Linked DNA regions of Callithrix jacchus: region 2 is linked to region 1. The links are chromatin contacts, called in public Hi-C maps. All regions are on one chromosome and are shown on one strand. Each heading gives the region's core, a stretch centred on a gene start, on an enhancer-like site or on the middle of the called end of the contact. The rest is flanking DNA. Distances are from core to core; before and after follow the strand shown.

Evidence for each region. A called contact is a pair of places that touch in the nucleus more often than the background predicts.
Region 2: a Hi-C map of skeletal muscle shows a contact between it and region 1, with 3 times the contacts expected there. The contact joins two enhancer-like sites. A contact is called at or near these places in 2 of 3 Hi-C or Micro-C datasets (induced pluripotent stem cells and skeletal muscle).

What each region holds. Positions count from the first base shown.
Region 1 is chr1:186,026,454-186,031,989 of calJac240_pri, forward strand. All of the region lies in intron 1 of EHMT1 (euchromatic histone lysine methyltransferase 1), which reads left to right. Among named protein-coding and RNA genes, the nearest start is that of EHMT1, 58 kb to the left of the region's middle. Within about 2 kb of position 2,653, at least 4 of the 16 cell types and tissues checked have an H3K27ac peak or open chromatin away from gene starts, as enhancers often do. A contact at or near this core is called in skeletal muscle, where this site is marked.
Region 2 is chr1:186,116,107-186,121,642 of calJac240_pri, forward strand. EHMT1 (euchromatic histone lysine methyltransferase 1) reads left to right here. Exons shown (of 27, transcript XM_078333150.1): 10 at 1,107-1,252. It also overlaps the pseudogene LOC100390082. Among named protein-coding and RNA genes, the nearest start is that of CACNA1B, 110 kb to the right of the region's middle. Within about 2 kb of position 2,570, at least 5 of the 16 cell types and tissues checked have an H3K27ac peak or open chromatin away from gene starts, as enhancers often do. A contact at or near this core is called in skeletal muscle, where this site is marked.

The DNA of each region.
Region 1 (5,536 bases), core at 1,403-3,902:
CCCAGGGAACCAGTCTGTTCTCACTGAGGCCTTGTGCCTCCTGGCTCCAGTTTGTACTCACCTATCTTCCTGTCCTCCTTGTGCATCTTCCCTGGGGTCTAGCAGTCTTGGTGTTCTCCTGGGGGCTGTGTCCAGGGGAAGGAAGAGGCACCTGTCTATCCTCCGTCCACTTGCCTTTGCCCCGTCTTCGTTCTGGGAGGACTTTCTCGGAGTGCAGGCTACCTTCTCTGTTTATTGACGCCCTACCTCCTGCAGCCTCTGGGTCTTGGCCTGGCTTTGTCATCCACTGTTGCATGCCTCTTGTTCCAGGGTAAGCCGCTGTGCATGTGGCTCAACGTAACAGAGGCTGTCCAGCCTGGCCATGAGATGTGTGGGAACTCAGAACCCTTCCAGGGCTACAGTGTGCTTGACTTATGGATGAGTGAGGGTATCTTGCCTATAGTTACTGTTTTCCCGTATAATTACTCTGTTAGCTCTTTCATAGCTAATAAGTGAGCTGAAATTCTTATTTTTTTTCATTCAGTGTAAGAAAAAAGCAGAAGGAAATATACAGAAAGTTAACTTGGTTATTTCTGAATTGTGGGATTGCCAGTGATTTTGTATTTTTTGGAATATAGTAAAGTTTTTTTTACAGAGAGCATGTATTAGCTTTGCTGTTAGAAAAAATTAATGGAAACCTTCATTTATATTTAACTTAATTCATATGAGTAGTGCTTATCACTTTAAAAATATATAGTGAAAACCTGAAGGGAAGATGACCGTGAAGTTAGATAACGCCCTGTCACAATGTCAAAACAAAGCCACCCAGAGACCCAAAGAGTTGAATCCTTTTCTGTCTTTTTTTTTTGGAGACAAGAGTCTTGCTTCGTCGCCCAGGCTGGGGTACAGTTGCGCAATCTTGGCTCACTGCAACCTCCGCCTCTCGGGCTCAGGCTGTTCTTCCACCTCAGCCTCTTGAGTAGCTGGGACTACAGATGCACACCACCATGCACAGCTGATGTTTTCGGTATGTTTTGCAGAGATGGGGTTTTGCCATATTGCCCAGGCTGGTCTTGAACTCCTGAGCTCAAGCTTTCCACCAGCCTTGGCCTCCCAAAGTGCTGGGATCACAGGAATCAACTACCGCGCCTGGACCTGAATCCTATACTTGGAATCGTTATGAAATAAGGACCCAACTCTGCAGTGCTGTGGCCGGGCCTTGCCCCCACACGTGGCTGCACAGAGGCCGTCCCTTTGGTCCTTGTGTACTTCTGCACCCCTTCTTCCTTCACTCAGGGAACCTCCTCCAGCACTTTGTGTCCAGCAGACACTACAGTGCAGAGGCCCCAGGAGTCTTCTAGGGTTTGAGCTGCATACAAATGCAAGACTTTATGTACCTTTTCACTCTCATTCTGTGCTAAGTGTCAGGCACGAGTTGTGTGATCCTGCCATAGATGGAATGCGGCGGGCACATGGACTTCTGGTTTGCTAAACTGGAAAAAATACTTTCACAAATGCAAAACCATATAATTTTGTCTTTTCTTTAAAGAATAGTTTATTTTCATAAAGTATCCTATGTTAACATGTAATGGGTTTATTGTTATCTGTAAAGGAAGTGATAACTTAAAAAATTTCTTTTCAGTTTGGACATGGTAAAACTAACTTAGTACCATTCTGATAACTCATGTAAACAAAATCTCTTTGGGGTGATCAGTGCTGTTTAGAGTGTGGTGTGGTTCTGAGAATGAAAAGTTTGAGAATTTATGTTTTATCATAAACTGAAGTGCCTGGAACAGTAGTATAATGAACCAAACAAACAATTTCTGTTTCTCATAGAGCTGACGTTCTGATTGGAGATGAGTGTCACATTTTTGTGTCACATACTTCAAAACAGTCAACTCCTTAGGTTTTACTATCTTTTTATCATCCTGGAGATTTTAAATGAAATTCAGCTATGAATGTGTATTTGTTTTCCCACGCTGTCTCAGTCATATTACAGAGCAGTGTTGTGGATTTAAGAAAAGGTGTCTGACATGAGTAGGAATGTGGTCTTCTACCAGGAACCTTTTTGATTGCAGAGAAATTATTAATGGATCTTACGGTTTTCTGCATGTAGCCTGCATTTACTCTTCTAACCACAAGGTGGTGCCTTTGTTCCAAGTCCGATGGCTGACGCTGTGCAGGACGTAGCTTGAGAACAGTTTTATATGGGTTGCTTTTTTGACAATTTAAGATGATTCTGCTTTGAAGTGCTTAGCAAAGAACCTTACCTTTCTTTCACATCAGGGTGGTCTCATCTTAGAATGACACCCTAGAGTGTGTAAGAACCCCCCAGCAGGTTGAGCACCCCTTACCTGGGTGCTAGTCTGGGTGCCTGGTCCCTTACCACTCTCGACTGCTGCTTTTCTATTTGTTGTATTTATTTCTGATAGGACTGTTACTCAAGTTGCTCTTCTAATCTGAAAAAAGAAATAGGCTTCTCTTATATTTTGATAAGTTGTGTACAGTCTTGTTCTTATGTCCCATGTTGCTCAGAAGAGGAGGTGGGTGTCCTGGGAGGTGGGGGAGCCGTGTTCAGCTACACTGTCCTTGCTGGCTAAGCTGAAGGCAGCATGAAGCTCTGGCCCTGAGAGTGCACCAGGGAGTGTGTGGAGACCATGTCTGCATCCCTCCCTCAGACCCACGCTCTTCGCCTGTGCTCCACACCAATCTCTCCATTGAGCCCTGTGCTGAGGCCAAATTTCACCAGATGTCTTCTGGTGAAACTGCACTGCTGCTCTGCCTAGCATTGGCCCTCCTCTCAGGGAGGCTCTGGCAGGGACTGCCAGTGTTATTCAGTGTCTTCAAAACTTTTTTCTCACATTAGAAAAATTTTAGGCCAGGCACAGTGGTTCATGCCTGTAATCCCAGCACTTTGGCAGACCCAGGCGGGCAGATCATGAGGTCAGGAGTTCAAGACCAGCCTGACCAACATGGTGAAACCCACCTCTACAAAAAATAGAAAAATTAGCTGGGTGTTGTGGTGTGCACCTGTGATACCCAGTACTCAGGAGACTGATGCCGGAGACTAGCTTGAACCCAGGAGGTGGAGGTTGCAGTGAGCCGAGATCGGGCCACTGCTTTCCAGCCTGGGAGATAGGGCAAGACTCTGTCTCAAAAAAAAAAAAAAAAGAAATATTAAGGCCCCTGTTTTTATGGGGATAATTGTGCGAAAGTATGTATGAATTAAAAAGATAGAAAATGACAAAATTACTATGAACGTAGTACCACTGAAAAATAGCATCTGTATGCGTTGACGTATTACTTAGCCTCCAGGAGGCAATACTAGGGGGATCTAGGAGTCTATGGGTCCCTTCTAGGGACTGTATTGTTCTCAGGAGCCAGGGCTGAGGCCTTGATGGAGGCAGGACAATCTGTTGTCTTGGAATTGAGCCCAGGAGGCCCAGACAGATGCTGGCCAGCTAAAGCTGCTTTTCTCAGAGATCCAGGGTGAGCAGGGAGACTTTCTAAAACACCAACCTGTTCCTCACAGGGCCTAGAGCACAGTGAGCTTAGAGGACCACCAGCACCGTCACACACGTGCCGTTTACAAGGCCTGGAGCACAGTGAGCTTAGCCAGCACCATAGCCCATGCTGCCATTTACAAGGCAGTGAAGGGGCTAGGGGCTACAGTGTGACCCACCTGCACCAGGGCTTCCTGAGGGCCAATCTCTCCATTGAGCCCTGTGCTGAGGCCAAATTTCAGGTGCTGAAAGACATTTAACAGGATTCTGCTCTTTCCTGGCATCTATCAAAGAACACCAACATGATATAAATTAAAACCCACAGTAAAATCTCTCAGAATTCCATCCGCTGTTCTGGCTCCCCCACACTGCAGGCTGGTGGAGAATCTCACTGTTGGCCAGTGTCCCCAGATGCCCTGACTCTCAGCTCCAGCGCTCTTTCTTTGTGCTCCTGTTCAGCCTCGAAGAGCAAGTCCAGGTCGGGTCGCTGTGGCGCCTCCTGTACCTTGTGCTGTCTGCCTGTGATTGCTGACTCACTTCTTGGTGTGTGACACCCGCCATTAGTATTTAATCATCATCTTAAAGTATATTCTTCCAGTAGTTGTAGAGTATGTATTTTGTGCCCATACTAGGTGCTGGGGTTACAAAAGTGAACAGGAGCTCCCTCTGTAAGTGGGAGGCAAGCCTGTGTGGGTCATCACAGAGCCTGTGATGAGCTGCAAAGCCATCTGAGCCCAAGAGCTTGCTGCACAGTTGGAGAGTCGTGGACACGGGGGAGGCGTGATGGTCGGGGCCACACTGCTGCTAGAATCTCAAGTAGCTCCGTGTGACTGGCATCTAGGATTTTTGACAGGCCATTCCTGGACCTGAAAATCATCAGGCTAGGTTAGAAATCTGCAGAATTCTGTTAAGGACCAGGTGTATGAAGGTCTCTGATGCATATTCTTTTTTATTTCTACAACTTAAAAATTTTTCAAAAAAATGCATTCTTAGCTTGTGGGAAGTAAGAAAGCAGTTGGGGCTGGATTTGGCCCCGGAGGCCGCACGCCTGGCCTAGATCGCTGAAGTGCCTTCTGTGCCTTGTCATGAAGTGTGAACTTGATTCCATGGGCAGTGGGAAGCCACTGAATTTTTAAAGAAGATTATGATAAGGTCACAATTTTAGAAAGATAATTTTAACTGCAGAGTAGATGCTAGACTGAAAAGGGGAGAGACTGGAATTAGAAAAATGAGTTGCCAGATTCTTCCTATTACCCTTGACTTTAGGAATAATGTGGCATAAAATAAGAAGGTAGCAGTGGAATTTGATGGAATATTTAGGAGGCATAGAATTTGGTGGCCAGTAGGAGGGAGTGGTGTGAGGGAGCGTGAGTAGTGATGCTGACTGGCCGTTCATTTTATTTTATTTTTTTAAATTTATTTTTATTTTTTGAGATGGAGCCTTGCTCTGTTGTCCAGGCTGGAGTGCAGTGGGGCTATCTCGGCGCATTGCAACGTCCACCTTCCCAGTTCAAGCAATACTCCTTTCTCAGCTTCCGAAGTAGCTGGGACTACAGGTGTGCACCACCACACCTGGCTAATTTTTAAGTTCTTTGTAGAGACAGAGTCTCCTTATGAGACAGCCAAATGCCTAGGCAGATAAAAAAGGGTCCCCGGAGAATTTCCACCTGCCCCACCAGCGTTTACTTTTTTTTTTTTTTTTTTGGGGTGGGGAGGAAGGCAGGAAGGAAGGGAAGAAGGACGGTAGGGAGGAAGGAAGGGATGAAGGAAGGAAGGAAGGAAGGGAGGAAGCGGGGAGGGAGGGAGGGAGGGAGGGAGGGAAGGGAAGAAAGGAAATCAAGCAATGAAAGAGACATTGCCGACCTGGATCTAGAGGTTTACAAGTTGATTTCTTTTTTTTTGAGAGAAGGAAAGAAAAAAAAAATAAGTAAAGGAGAGGAAGAAAGAGGAAGAGAAAGAGGGAGAGTAAATGGAAATATTGCTTTATTTTGAAAAAAATTGGGTATTAATAATGGCCAATCAATGTTTTATTTAAACTAATGGGTAGGTGTGAT
Region 2 (5,536 bases), core at 1,320-3,819, 90 kb after region 1:
TTTGCAAGAAGTAGCCCAAGATAACTTTTGTTTTCAAATCAAGCAAGGTCAAGATGGCCTCCTTGGCTCAACTGGCCTTGTCTGTTCATGGATTCTTCAGCCCTGGTCTCTGTTTTAGTATACTTCAACAGTGTGTTTTTAGATGTGAAAACAAGAGTTAATTATTTTTAATTCAGAGTTAGTGAGTATTTGAGACACCTGTTCACCTTCTATTTCTGCTTTGACTGTTTAACAAGAAAGAAAATGTGAATTGTGATCAGGCTTCCTTTGGGAGCAGCACCCACTGTAGCCCCTTGCCACGCTTGAGGGTCTTCCTGGCGACTGCCTCCACCCTGCCTCTGCCACTTGGCCTTGGCCTTGCTGGTCTCTCCTGCCTGGGCTGGGGGCAGGGTGTGGGGGGCAGCAGCCCTGGTTATGCTCGGACTAGCCCAAGGCCACCTGTTGACCACAGCTCCGCTGCAGCCTGCCCTGTGGACGATGCTGTCACTGTCAGCCACATGTTGAGCTCTCATTCTCCTCTAGTTTATCTTTCCTTGTTTCCCTGGTTCTTTCCTCCTTCAGCCTGATAAATGGGCTCTGTGGACTATTGCAGTAGGTGAGTGGAATTCTAGATAATAGATGAACCATTATTAAACCCTTCCAAATTGATTATTTTTTTGGTGGCTGCCATTTTAAAACCAATTAGGAAAACAAGATCTTAAAGGGTAATTAATGTGCTTTTGTTTGAAAACCAAAAGATTTAGGAGCTGCTGCCAGAGGTACCAGCCTCTGACTTTGGAACTTGTGTCCTGGGTCCTGAGAACCTGAGAACACAGGTTAACCCTCTTGAGACCCTGGCAGGGGGTTTGTTAGTTGAGGAGGCACAGGCCACTCCTTCATGTTGCCCAGGTGGTGGCGGTCCATGAGCCTGTGGGCACTGCCCAGCCCCACAGCCACCCCCCACCTTCCACCCTCCTTGCAGGGCTGTTCGTGCCTAGGTAATCAACTGCATTGCTTTTATTTCCTGGCCTGGGAGAGCACTGTTGAGACTCTATAATCAATTGGTTTCTAGATGATTCTTTCAAGGTCAGGACTGCCTGAGCTGACATGTGTCTGTGTGATGTTAGGGTTGGCTAACGGTCCGGACGTGCTGGAGACAGACGGTCTCCAGGAAGTGCCTCTCTGCAGCTGCCGGATGGAAACGCCGAAGAGCCGAGAGATCACCACTTTGGCCAACAACCAGTGCATGGCTACTGAGAGTGTGGACCATGAAGTAAGCACGTTTGTTTTCATTTAAAGCAGCCACGAGAAATGGGTGAGAAAGCCCAGCCCAGCAGCGGCCCCCCAGCCCCCTCCAGTGAGTTGCGCTGCATGACCAGGGAGGGAGCTTGAGTGGCTTCTGCACAAAACCAGCCGAGCAGGTCCCAATACTGAAATCCCAGGAGAGCTTATTAAAAAGGAGGATTGTGTAGACACGTTTTTTGAATGAAAGTGTCCTGTTGTGGCCGGGCACGGTGGCTCACGCCTGTAATCCCAGCACTTTGGGAGGTTGAGGCAGGTGGATCATGAGGTCAGGAGATGGAGACCAGCCTGGCCAACATGGTGAAACCCTGTTTCTACTAAAAATACAAAAATCAGCAGGGTGTGGTGGCGCGCGCCTGTAATCCCAGCTACTCTGAAGGCTGAGGCAGGAGAATTGCTGGAACCTGGGAGGTGGAGGCTGCAGTGTGTCGAGATGGTGCCAGTGTACTCCAGCCTGAGTGACACAGCAAGACTCTGTCTCAAAAAAAAAAAAAAAAAAAGAAAATGGCCTGTTGTGTTTCTCTTTTATGATCATGGTTTTGTTAAGGTTTTTCCTACCTTGCAGTAAACTAAGTGGGTAGATGGAGGCAGGAGAGTCACACCAAGGTATGCCCAGAACTGTGGTTCCCTGCAGGACCGGGCAGCAGCCACTTCCTTCCCGTCACCAGGGATCACAGACTCAGAGGGTTCATCATGCCCCCTCCCTGCTGCCTCTGGAACAGGCAGAGCACAGACGGAATTAATGTTTTCTGAAAATTTCTCCAGTAGATTTCTTTTGGCTCTTAGAGCCTCGTGACCATGGCTGGCCATGGCGAGGGGCCAAGCAGGAGGGTTGTTGGCCCCAGGCCCTGAGAGGCACCACATGCAGTCACACTGCTCGGGTGTCTGGCTGCCCCAGGCTTGCATTTGCTGCAGGCCAAAGTCAGCTCATGGGCATGGGTGTCAGCCTGTTGCTCCATTGAGTTTCCTGGTCTTTTTGGCCAGCGGAGCCATCTTCAACTCGATTATTGAGTCTTAGCTGCACGTTTTAGAAATTAATGAACTATGAACAGGAGCAGCCATTCATGTAGCAATACCAGGCATCACTCCAAGCCTTTGCATAGGTAGCTCTTCCAGGTTTCAGGGCAGCCTGTGCAGCATAGACCGTTGCCCAGGTTGTACAGGTGAGGCCTGTGAGAGAGGCTATGTGGCTGGCGTGCCGGACTCACTGCTCGCTGTGGAGAAGGCAGGAATGGAGCCTCATTCCAAAGGTGGAGCCCCACCAGTGTCGGGGCGCACAAGCAGCAGCCAGGTGGAGCGGGCAGGGCCCTGGAACAGGCCAGCCAAGTTAGCCTACGGCCCTCACCCTGGCGCCTGTTAGTGTGGCTGGGGTTTCTGATTCAGTAGGTCTGGCCTGGCTGGGAGTTTACTTTTTTAAAGTGTTCCCAGTTTCTCCTGATGCTTCTGGTCCAGGGACCACACTTTGAGGACCACTGGTTCTCCTCCTCTTCTCCTCCCCCGTAGGTGTGAGGCAGGATCCAGTGGAGGCAGATCCATTTGACAGGTGCTTCCCTGTGACTTTACTATCTGTATATCTACGTTTCCAGTTCACATGCTTTTCTAGACTCCGAAACCGCGCTGCTTCTGTCTTGTCCCAGGCTGGCTAGGCGACATCTGCTTCAGCACCTCTCATCTGCACACATGCGCCCGGCGGGCTCCCCGTGTGATGGCTTTTCCCACCTCTGAATGTTCATGTCACTCGCCACATGTTCTGCCACACCTGGCCCTCTGCAGAGCCTCTCGTTTGCTTTAAAAGAACTTTTTGTAGTGAAAAGTGAGGGTGCGGTTAGCCCTCGGAGTTCTTGGCTCAGGCTCCTCCATCACCGGCGTGCTGTCCCCCATCCTCCTTTCTTGGTTTTGAACTACTTATTATCTTAAAGCACACCCCGCTTTACTACTGAATAGCGCAATATATTTCTATGAAGAACAAAAAGGGACCATTTTCTCATGTAACAGCAATGCATTTTCACATGTAACAAAAATAGCAGTTTCCTATTATTATTTGGTGCCCATTCCATGGTCAAAGGTCTGTTAACAAAAGCCTTTTCCTTTTTTTTCCTCTTTCTAATTGGATCAAGACTGGTTCCACTCATTAGATCAATCTGCTGCAATGTCTCTTAGGTTTTTTGTGTTTTTTTAATCCAAAACATTCTCTCTGTCCCTGCCTCTTCCCATTTGCCACACTGTTCACTGAGAGAATCTGGATTCCAGATTCTGGATTTAGTTTGTAACTTCCTGTGTTGTTAAGTCATTTGCCTTAGTTCCTATAGCCTGAAAGTTAGATCTGAAGCCTTGGTTTACATATATGTACCTCAAATTTTTACTTTATGATTTAATTCTGGCAAAAATGCTCTGGAGGTTCATGTGCTGGGAGTGGTGCCAAGAAGGCCCTGGATTTCTGAGGTGGCCTCCTGTCTGCCTGAAAGCTGCACTGTCCTTGGTGACCACTGCCTGCATCCATTGTTTCATTCAGAGTTGCAAGATGGTGATTTTGTTCTTCCTCTGGCAAGCACAGGCTGGAATTTTTTGGTATGGAAAACTTCCCCACATCTGCCAGGGCTGTTTAGTACCTCTGAAACAAGCTTCAGCTGGATTGTTAATAAACAGAATAACAAACAGAATAAACAGCTGCTTGTTAGTGAATGGGTGCTCTAACAACCTCTAGTAGCATTCAGAGGGCTTGATTTTGCTTCTCCCTGTCCCCTCTCCACCTGCCTTTCTCCCTTCGCATTCTTAATGACTCATGGTCTTCTCTGAATTCAATGTGTGCTAAGTTTTTTTGTTTAAAATTAAACACAGGTCCCTTATTTTTTTAAGGGATGGGGTTTCGCCATGTTGTCCAGGCTAGTCTTGATCTCCTGGGCTCAAGCGATCTTTCTGCCTTATTTTTCTGCCTTATCCTACTCTGACCTATTTTTTGGATAGAAAACTCAAAATAATAATTAAATTAAATGTAGATCCAGAAGACCATACAAAACAAACATTGGACTAAACAAATCTGTCTCAGCTGAGCTCTGGTAAACACCACCAAGGTCGAGGAGTGGAGCCTGGGGCGCTCCCCCTGCCTGTCCCCATGTGTGATCTGCCCCGCCCAGTGGCCTCTGTCCCGGCTCCCACAGCGCCTGCTTCCTGTGTCAATATCACCTTTTGAGTTTGTAGCTTCACCTGCAGCACTGCTGCCCATCTTCAGTTTCTATATTATTCATGGTCCCGTCTTTTTCGTTCAGTGTATCTGTTGAACAACCCATGCCATTGGAAGCTTCAAGGCTCCCATCATCTGGATTCTGCTAATCCCACACTCAAGTTGCAATTCAGCAGGTTCCTTTGTGTTTCTTGCAAAACTTGGAAAGGCTGGGCGTAGTGGCTCATGCCTGTAATTGCAGCACTTTGGCAGGCAGAGGAAGAAGGATCACTTGAGTCCCGGAGCTCAAGATCAGCCTGGGCAACATGGTGAAACCCCATCTCTTTAAAAAAAAAAATTAATTAATTTAACAACCTTACAAGTTTGGCCCCTTTGTAGGACTCTGAGTGTGGGGTGGTTTTAGCTCCAAATGGAGGGCCATGTGGTCTGGCTGTCTTTCTCCTATACTGGTAGCCGCTGATGCTTACTACCTACACTTGTTGTTTATTTCATTGGAGGTTTCAAAATGGTACTGATTTTTATCATTTATTATTCATTGTTCACTGGAATGGTTTTATAGAGAGACATGTCTCAGACCAGGCACAAGTGGCTTATGCCTGTAATCCTATCACTTAGGGAGGCTGAAGCGGCAGATCAGTTGAGCTCAGGAGTTTGAGAGCAGCGTGGCCAACATGGGGGAAACCCCAGCTCTACTAAAAATACAAAACTTAGCTGCCTACTGTGACACATGCCTATAGTCCCAGCTTCTTGTGAGGCTGAGGCAGGAGAATTGCTTGAGCCCAGGAGGTGAAGGTTGCAGTGAGCCGAGATCGCACTGCCGCACTCCAACCTGGGCAACAGAGAGACTGTGTCACAAAAAAACAAAAAAAACTTACTACCTGTTTCAAAGGTCGTGTTGTCCGATTTTAACACAGCTGCTCAGCTTTCTTTTGCTAATGTTCGCATGGTACATCATTTTCTGCCCTATCACTTTTAATCTGTCTCTGTCTTTAAATTTATTTTATTTTATTTATTTATTTATTTTAGGTTGTTTTTCCTTCAGCAAAGGCTTTATTTATCAGAAGGGCATTATGC